Linked DNA regions of Hordeum vulgare: region 2 is linked to region 1. The links are chromatin contacts, called in public Hi-C maps. All regions are on one chromosome and are shown on one strand. The core of a region is the stretch at or near the end of the contact, and the rest is flanking DNA. Distances in the headings are between cores, read along the strand shown. Region 1 holds the start of LOC123449002 (trifunctional UDP-glucose 4,6-dehydratase/UDP-4-keto-6-deoxy-D-glucose 3,5-epimerase/UDP-4-keto-L-rhamnose-reductase RHM1-like). Region 2 has its middle 140 kb from the start of LOC123446642.

The links. A called contact is a pair of places that touch in the nucleus more often than the background predicts.
Region 2: a Hi-C map of leaf shows a contact between it and region 1, with 4 times the contacts expected there. The contact joins the enhancer-like site here to the promoter of LOC123449002 in region 1. A contact is called at or near these places in 2 of 6 Hi-C or Micro-C datasets (leaf and seedling).

What each region holds. Positions count from the first base shown.
Region 1 is chr4H:469,717,320-469,722,307 of MorexV3_pseudomolecules_assembly, forward strand. LOC123449002 (trifunctional UDP-glucose 4,6-dehydratase/UDP-4-keto-6-deoxy-D-glucose 3,5-epimerase/UDP-4-keto-L-rhamnose-reductase RHM1-like) reads right to left here and starts at 2,074. Exons shown (of 3, transcript XM_045126061.1): 1 at 1,824-2,074; 2 at 1-1,237. The coding sequence starts at 1,231.
Region 2 is chr4H:470,160,976-470,165,963 of MorexV3_pseudomolecules_assembly, forward strand. No RefSeq gene overlaps it. Among protein-coding and RNA genes, the nearest start is that of LOC123446642, 140 kb to the right of the region's middle. Within about 2 kb of position 2,681, at least 2 of the 3 cell types and tissues checked have open chromatin away from gene starts, as enhancers often do. A contact at or near this core is called in leaf, where this site is marked.

The sequences.
Region 1 (4,988 bases), core at 824-3,323:
TTTGCTTCTCACATATCTTCCCGAGTAGACCACCAATCCATCCAGTCTTACCATATATTAAAAATTTGTAGGTGGCCTTCTGAGGGGCACTGCTGGTGCTATTGGAAGTGGCTGCAGCAGCTACTGTGTTACATTCCTTGGCTTCAGCTGGCGAAGAAGCAAGAGATTTGATTTCCTCAGTCCAGTTATGCCTTTCAACTCCAGGCGTCATCAACATCCTTGGATGAGGGAGCAATGCACCGGCAACATCGCCCCAGTACTCAGGATTACTTGTGTACCATTCAATTGTTTTCTTCAAACCCTCTTCCCATGTTGTGCGCTCTGCCCATCCCAACTTCTTCAGTTTCTGATCATCCAGGAAGTACCTCTGGTCATTGAAGGGCCTGTTCTCGACGAACCTGATGACCTTTTCGGTGTCCAAGCCAAATAGCTTGCATATGTCACTCGCCACATCAATTACCCTCCTCTCCTTCACAGTACCGATATTATACACGTGTCCAACCTCTCCTTTGTGAAGAACTACCTCAAAAGCTTCAGCAACATCCTCACAGTACAGATAGCTCCTGACATTAGAGCCATCACCATGAATTGGAAGGGGCAGGCCTTTCATGGCCAAAAGAATAAATTTTGGGATGAGCTTCTCAGGGAACTGATTTGGCCCATACACATTGTTGCCTCGAGTCGTAATCACAGGAAGACCATAAGACCTCCCATAAGCCATCACAAGCATTTCAGCCCCTGCTTTCGTAGCTGAATATGGATTTGTCGGAAGCAACTGCGAGGCCTCATGGTTACCAACCACAGCATCCTCATCAGTTTCTCCATACACCTCATCAGTACTGACGTGAATAAATCTTCTGATCTGGCCAGTAACCTTGCATGCCTCAAGGAGAACATGGGTACCATATATATTGTTCTTTGTGAACTCAAATGAATTGCCGAACGAATTATCCACATGAGTCTGGGCAGCAAAGTGCATGATGGTGTCAATGGACTCAGTGATGAGAAGGTAGTTCACCAGATCAGCACTTGCAATGTCACCCTTGACAAACTTGAAATTTGGTGATGGCCGGGAAGGGTTGAGATTTTTCAGGTTGGAGCAGTAGTCAATCTTGTCAAGGACAACAATCTTGTAGTGAGGATAGCTCCTAATTAGCCGGTTTGCCACATGGGATGCAATGAAACCCGCAGCACCAGTTATGAGGATGTTCTTGGGCTCATAGGTCGCCATCTTGGCCTGCAAATTAATATCCAAACATGCAACGTGTTATTAATTATTCTTACAAACTTATCATTGAAGTTACTAGGAAAACAAGGCAACTCCTGCTAAAACTAAAAGCAGATATACTCGTACCATCAATGAAGAATAGAGAAAACATTATTAACTCCGTAGCCATCAGCAGGCCGTGGAATAGTAAAACAGTAGATAACTGACTAAACTGATACCATAGCCATGAGCAGGCTATGGAGTAGTAAAACAGTAGAGAATTGACTAAACTGACACCACAGCCATCAGCAGGCATAGCAGAACACCCGCCGCACTACAATATCCTGATCATGGCAAATGCAATTTTCACTAGGCGCCCATCAATCTTCCATCATCACGATCCCCAGGTCCAGCGGTGGCAAACACAGTCCAGCGGTGGCAAACACATATACGCAACGTGAAACCACGACCGAACTCTTCGCCGCGGCAAATAACACACGCACGGGAATGGTACACTGCGCAAGTCTGACCGCAAGGTCGCCACCGGAATTCCAGGCGAGGACACGGATCTAGGAGCAGGCAGCGGGGGAGGGGGGGGGGGGGGGGGGGGGCTCACCAGGCAGATCGCGCAGGCGGCGAGGGCGCACCGCGGGCGCGCGGAGGAGATCTGGCGCGCGGCGGCGCCTTGGAGATCGGGAGGGGTCGAAGAAGAATCTTGGAGGGGAGGAGGAGGGAGCAGCGAGCACTCAACTGCACGGCGCCGACGAGTACGGGCGGATGGGGGGCTTAAAAGAGAGTGGGGCGGAAGGAGGATCCTGACCGTTTCGCCGCGTGGTCCGCGCGTCCATTCTCGTTTTCGTTTTCCTTTCCTCCAGCACAGGAGTAGCACAGGCTCTTCTAGACGGGACTTTCCCACCGACCTGACCACCGTGTGATTTGATTTCTACCTCCGTCTGGTTTGCTGGTTTCCTTGGTTAAACTTTGACTTGTGGCTAAATATAATTCTTTTTTAAAGGTTTTATTAGAGGATTACGTAAGGATGTATATAAACATATTTTAGAGTGCAGATCCATTTATTTTGCTTCGTATGTGGTCTCTTAATGAAATCTCTAAAAATACTTGTATTTAGGAACGGAGGAAGTAAAATAAGTAAATATGTTATCATGATCAGATCGGAGAGTGTGGATGAGGAGCTTGTAAAGACAACCCTCCCGTGGAGGATTGACAAATTCCTTTGCAAATATCTTGGTCTTCAACTTAGCATCAAACAGATGAAGAGGTCTGAATGGCATGCAATTGTGGATACCGCGCTTCACATTATGCCTGGTTGGCAGTGAGGGTTGGTCACCAGCCTTGGAAGGCTCGTTCTCGTGAATCAGGTCGTGCAGGCGCGCGCTACCCACCACCTTTTAGTTGGTGAAGCGCCCAATTGGGCTTTGGATCGTGTTGACAAGTGGTGTCGTGCTTTCTTTTGGGCTGGATAGGAGGAGGTACATGGTGGCAAGTGTGTGGTCTCTTGAACTAGAGTATGTCGCCCGAAACACCTTGGTGACTTTGGTGTCATTGACTTATTCAAGCATGGGATTGCTTTGAGGCTCCGCTAGGAGTGGCTCAGGCGCACGGACAGGGACATGCCATGGCAAGGTTTGAACCTAACTGCAGACAAACGTGTGTCCGAGACTTTTGACAGTCTAGTCAGTTGGGATTTAGGAGCGGGCGACAACATCTTGTTCTGGAAAGATAGATGGATTCATGGTGCCACGATCAAGGAGATTGCCCCTCTTGTGGTGGCAAAGGTCAGGACACAAGTTGTCAACCGTCGCAAAGTCAAGGATGCTCTCCTGTCTCAGGCATGGACTAATGACATCGTTGGGGAGTTATGCCCTGAGGGCCTTGCCCAATTCATCTCTCTTTGGGAGATTTTCATGAACGTGCAGCCCGATCCGGAGACGGGGGACAGACCGATCTGGGCTTGGCACAACATTGGTGTATACTCGCCTCTTCAGCGTACAGGATGCTTTATGAGGGAGGAGTCAGGTTTCCCTCTTTCGCTGCCATTTGGAAGTGTTGGAGTCCGCTTGCGAGCAAGATCTTCATGTGGCTGACGGTGCAACACCGCTTGTGGACTTCTGATAGGAGGGTCCGTCATGGATTGCAAGAACACCGTGCTATATGTGCGACCAGGAGGAAGACACATTTGAGCACATCCTCATGCAGTGCGTGTTTTCTCGGCAATTTTGGTACATCTGTTTCACCAGGATGGGCCTTGCTGGCCTCATTGTACCTTTACCACACGACACCTTGGTCCAATGGTGGTTGACGACGAGGAAGCGTATCACCAAGCCTACCCGTAGAGGCTTTGACACCTTTTTCATACTTATTTGTTGGACCATCTGGAAGCAACGCAATGGAAGGGTGTTTGACGGGAGCCAGATCAAGAACGAGTGGGGTACGGTTGACCTTATCTTCGATGATTTTGGTACTTGGGTCGGAGCTGGAGCACTTGGAGTCACACCATTAGCCGAGTAGTTAGTCATCTTTAGGAGTGGAGGGGAGGGTTGTGCTGGTTAGGATCGACTTGTGATCGCTAACTAGCTACATGTAATCTCTTATACATATTTCTTGCCTTCTACAAAGCTTGGTACGTCATTGGTGTACCCTCGAAAAAAGTAAATAAGTTATATACCATAAATATAGTATCACTCAAACCTCTTTTGAATATGAATTCAATAGTATAAGTTTTATGACGTATAATGTATATTTGTTGGTCAAATCTACATTTCAAATTAACAAAAAAATACGAAGAAGGGCAATAGACTCAAACGGAGGTAGTACTGTGATAATGGCATCTCCAACTTGTTCACCAAACTGCCTTTAAACCAAATTACCCTTAAATGTTTAGACCACACGAGTTCGATCATTTTTAGCCTTCCAACGTGGCTGGCCGGATCGAATCGGATTGCACAATCTCTGAAATCCCTACAGGCCTGCCTCAAATCTGGGGAATCTGGATGTTCTCCACGTTGAACTTCGACATCTTGGACCTACGCAAAACTTCATCGAAGCATGTGCATTTTGACAACCCCCCCCTCCAGCTATTTTGCGTGAAACCCCACCCACTGTACGGTGCCGCACGAGAAATCACTGCTCTGGTCCGTCCAGTACAAGATGTCGTACTACTTCACGCCTCAACAACACACTCAACTTGATACGAAGTAGTCGCCGCAACACTCTGCCGCCTCCTTCACCTTCAACCACCCTCCATCATACATCGTGGACCTTGATGTCTACTACGCAACCTTCTCCTTGTAGACGTTGTTGGGCCTCCAAGTGCAGAGGGTTGTAGGACAGTAGCAATTTTCCCTCAAGTGGGTGACCTAAGGTTTATCAATCCGTGGGAGGCGTAGGATGAAGATGGTCTCTCTCAAGCAACCCTGCAACCAAATAACAAAGAGTCTCTTGTGTCCCCAACACACCTAATACAATGATAAGTTGTATAGGTGCACTAGTTCGGCGAAGAGATGGTGATACAAGTGCAATATGGATGGTGGATATAGGTTTTTGTAATCTGAAATTACAAAAACAGCAAGGTAACAAATGGTAAAAGTGAGCACGGACGGTATTGCAATGCGTGGAAACAAGGCCTAGGGTTCATACTTTCACTAGTGAAGTTCTCTCAACAATGATAACATAATTGGATCATATAACTAGCCCTCAACATGCAACAAAGAGTCACTCCAAAGTCACTAATAGCGGAGAACAAACGAAGAGATTATTGTCG
Region 2 (4,988 bases), core at 1,431-3,930, 440 kb after region 1:
GTATCTTTGTAGAGTCGTACAACTAAGGGGTGTGTAGTGATGTGACGGGTCATGGCTCGTCGATGAGTTGATCGACTCTTTGGTGATAAAGCAGGGTTAACTGGGGCTAGTGGGGTCACTCTGGATCACTAAGCACCTATACTAAGCATTGAAAATGCAGTAGGTGCAGTAGCAGTTTAACAAAAACACGCTATGCATCATAATAGGAGCTATCTACAACAGTAGCAAAATCTAATTCAAGCATGAGGGAGAAAGAATGGGCGGTATTGGGAGGATCAAGGGGGGTTGCTTGCCTTGTTGCTCTGTTGCCCAAGGCTGGTTGTCAAGGGGGTAGTCTTACCCGGCAGCAGCATGAGCTTCATCGTCTACCGGAGAAAGAGGGGGAAGAAACAATAAATAAAGGCAAGCAGGTGCATCATGATGCATGACTTGGCAATATGCAGTGCTAGGCATGAGCTAACGCAGTACTACACGTCATGGACGGAGCGGAAAATATGTGACGATATTTCTCGGATCTCGGGCTACTACGTTAGAGATGATCCTAACGCCAAATGCCCATGTTCATCATGCTAGGAGCATGTGACACATGAACGGACATCATATTCGAGTTCGTGGGATTTTCCGGATCAACTTTTATATATAAATTATTTTCATCTTACTTACAAATTAATTTATATTAATTATCAAAGTTTTATTAATATTTTGAAATTTATAGATTTAATTTAACTAAGAAAAATATTTTATTGCATCAGCATGACATCATGCTCGAGTGAGTAGTCGACATGGGAGCTGACTAGTCAAACCTGACCAGTGGGCCCCACCTGTCATAGACAGTGGGTTAATCAATAATTATTTATAAGTGAAACATATTTAATTAGAGGAGGGACCCACATGGGAGCGACTATCTAACTTAAACTAATTATTTTAGATTAAAACTTAAGTAAAAATGACCCTAGGCCCACATGTCAGTGGCCCGGGGTGTGTGGCCCACTCGTAGCGGCTGGGGCTGCCCAGTCAACCAGTTGACCAGGTCAACTGGCCAGGGCCCGCGAGGCCCCCTGGCCAGTGACCTAGAGGGGCCACCTGGGTGACCAGGTCATCATCGGCGACTCGAGTAACTCCGACGAGCCGTGCCGCGACGAAACTTCGCCGGACTGGGTCGGAAATTTGGTACGGTCCACCTAATCGTGTGCAGAGTAGATCTACGAGTTCCCAACGCTCGCGTGCATCCGACAGTGGGGGTCGTGGTTGTTGTGGCAGTCGGTAGGGGCGCCGGCGAGGGGCCGTGGAGGCGGCGAGGCGCGAACACGAGAATCGACAGTGTTGCGACGCGAGGTAGATGGCTCCGTGGCACGAATGGCATTGCGACGAGGCCCTGCGCACGTAGGTGTGCTTGGTGGATGTCGTGGGTGGCGAGAGTAGCGACCACTACATCGATCGAGCAACAGATAGCGGTAGTGCATGACGAGGAGCTAGCTATGGCACACAGGAGGGAGCAAGGGGAGGTGGAGGAGAACTCGGGCTCACAACGGAGCTTGAGGGGGTACTTGGGGAGGCCGGGGCTGGCCGGACACGGACGAATCGATGTGATGAACGGCGAAGATCAGCGGTGGCCGAAGTAGGAAGCGACTCGATTCTGGCGAAGGAGCAGCGGCTGTCGACGGTCCCTCTAGGCACGCTCCTAGTCAGCGAGGAGCACGGTGGCCGCGTTGGAGAACTTGGCCATGGCGACGGCTGCGGCTGCACGATGCAGGGGCGAAAGCGAGCGAGGGAGAGGGGGGATGGGGGCAACGGGCACTAGGACAACGTCCGACCAACGACAGGATGTGTCCGTCGCGACTCCATCGCGTTGGCTCAATGAGCGCTCGGGTCCTCTTGGGCCGGATCATCGCGACGGTCGAAAAATCTCCACTTCCCCATCACCGGTCGGACAGACCGTGAGTCCCACCAGAAACGGGTTGCCCGTCGTGGGAAGAAGAGGATAATTGTCGTCGGGGCCCGTATCACGGAGGAAATGGCGGCGGCGCGGGTGGCCGCACAGGAGGCAGCCATCCGTGCCCACATTTCGAAGAAACAACAGCGGAGGAACATGTGTGCCCTCGCCCTAGAGCAGAATCGAGCAGTCCATGAAATGGCGAGACTGCCACTCAAGGTGGAGAAGGAGGTTGGCGACGGCGAGGACAGCTCCGGCGATGAGCACATCCAGCTCGATCCGTACTGCGTCTTCGACCGGTACTTCCGCGAGAAGGACGACAAGGACTCTGAAAAGAGGAAGGGTAGCCATAGATGATGTCCACCATAGCCAAAGATGCTAAATTTTGATAGTCCGATTGCATGTTAGTAGTGATGGAGTAGTCGAACGATGTGTACAATGTATCGACGTAATAGTTTCATAAATTTATATGGATTTGAAATATCATATTTGAGGTGTCCGTTTGTAGAATGCATTATTTAAGACGTGATCGGTCGCATCTGGACGTGTTCGTGAATGTTTGATGGGGCGGATTTACATGTTGCGGTTATAGATGCTTTAAAGTCAAGATATGTTTCATTCAGTGTACAAGGTTTTCTTTTTGGGGGGAGGTAATTTGAGTGTATAGGTGTGCCGGTGAGCATGTACGGCTCCCAGTGCTAACCCACGTGTGACGACCCTCCTCCGACGTGCTCTCCTCGCTCGGTGTCGCCGGGCCGTCGGTGGAGCCGGCCGTTTCCTGACGTAACAAGCTGTCTGGTAGGAACCCTCCTCCCAAGACGATGGATTCCATCTCTTTCTTCTCTTTTGCCGCTAGCAACTTCGCGTGCGCGGTCGCTGTTCCTCACGCGCCAAACGCAACACGACCGCTAGCCGCTAGCACAAGCACAAGCCAAACAAGCCCTGGTGTGGTGTGGACGGTACTTGCTCCCTCGTCATATTCTTTATGCATCGTCTTCGTCAATGTTTATATGCGTGGCAACGTAGAGCACAGTTCATTCCAATATCCGGTTAGTTTGTTTGGCACTCGTGCAACTTGCGCTTTAGCCGGATCGTGCTCTTGTGCCGAACCAGAGATATAACAAAAAGAAGTATGACCATTGTTTATTTTTTTTAACAGTATGGCTGGAATTGGTGCAGCGTGCGGGGGGTAAGACTAGGCCATATGCCCCAGTTCGATGTAACTGTCTGTGCCCTCATTTTTGTTTTACTTAGAAATTACGTCAAGATTCTCAAAAAAAAAACAAGGAAGCACCTCAAATCAAATACTAATAAAAAGAAAAAGAAAAAAAGAATGGTTCGGGTGGGTTTCGACGAGAGATCTACTGCTACTTCGCTCGCGTGAAACAACCGGACCAAAGCAGGTTCTCATTAATGTATCAGGGCAATCCTTTATACTCCCTTCGTTCCGGTTTATAATTCAATCTTACAAAAATCAAATAACTTCAGAACACTTCGGAGCGATGCATTATTTTTTATCTCGTTTCTTATTTTTTGACATGAATAAAAGAATCAACCAACAAAAGGCGTAGGGCGTATACGTTTTTAATGACTTGGACTAACTAACACCGCATGCATTGGTCAATTCATTGCATGTCATGGTATTAATTAGTAAATTAACATTATTTTTTTGCTTTCCTATTTGTCTTGGTCGCGGTGCACAACCTAAGATGACTTGTACACGGAACGGAGGGAGTATAATATATAAACGCGGGGTCAAAATTACATGACATCTAAAGAAATGTTTGAACATTGGAGAAAAAACATTGTAAAGACGAAATGACATGGCATTTAAAGAAATGTGTAAACATTGTTAAAAAACATGACGTAATAAAGGGATGACAAAGTTTATGTTTTTATTTAATAAGAACTCACCACACATATGTATATTATCACAGAAAGAGTGAGGTCATTCTGATTGACCAGTCAAAAATTTATCCCACGGAGAGACCAGCAAACTAACGCTGCCTATTTGCTTCACACGCATTGGTCATTTTTGTATAAATAAGAAACATTTTTACACACGTTTAACATTTTGGAAATACATGATTAACATTTTTCTAAATATATATATTTATGTCTATTTTTGAAAACTAACATGTATTTTTGCAAATACCCGTTGAACATTTTTGGTATGGTATGAAACATTTGTTTTAACTATGTGACATTTGTTTACATTGTATACATTTTTTTAAATGTCATGAACATTATTTTGAAATGCGTCAATTTTTGAAATGCAACAAGAATTTTTGAAATTACACACATATATTCTTATAATATTTAGGTGTATTTGTTAGTGCTGTGTATTTGTTTTCTAATGCTTGAATAGATTTTAAATGCCACAAACACGAGAATATAAGTATAACTGGAAAAAAGACAAATGAGCCGGCCCAGCATGGAGCACGGGCGCGCGACGTGGTCAACACTATCGCTTCCTGGCCCACCAGTGAGACGAATCCCAGTTGACATTTGCGAGGGTTCAATTTAGACTGGGATCAACGGTGGAGCTACGCCCCCCCCCCCCCCCAACCCCCACCCACCCAGCTTTGGACTAATTTGTGAAGAAAAAATAATTTGGAAGACTTAGATGAGAACTTTTTAAATATTTGCCCCTCCGCCCCCCCAAAACACTCGTATTTTCTTTTTCGCCCCTACACATTCCGTCTAGCTCCACCACTCACTAGGACTGCATAGTTCAGGGTGCATCGAAATTTCGATTTAAAGGTTCGTTTTGTCCAACCACTACAAGTTTAAGGTTCAAAATAAACTTTTTTTGATATTATAATATGCATATGGTTTTTCCATTTTAGTTTTCCGCCTCCACCAAATACGGCCACATCACTGGCGTATGTCGAAATCAAAAAGAGAAAGGGCAGACTCACTAGTGGCAAGTGCCCGACTGTTTACGGTAGTACACGCTGTTGCTGTTCACTGTTCACTACATTCAACATTTTTGCCAAACAGAAAAGAAGAGCAATATTTCGCAATTGCTTTTAGCCTATCTGTTATTATCTAC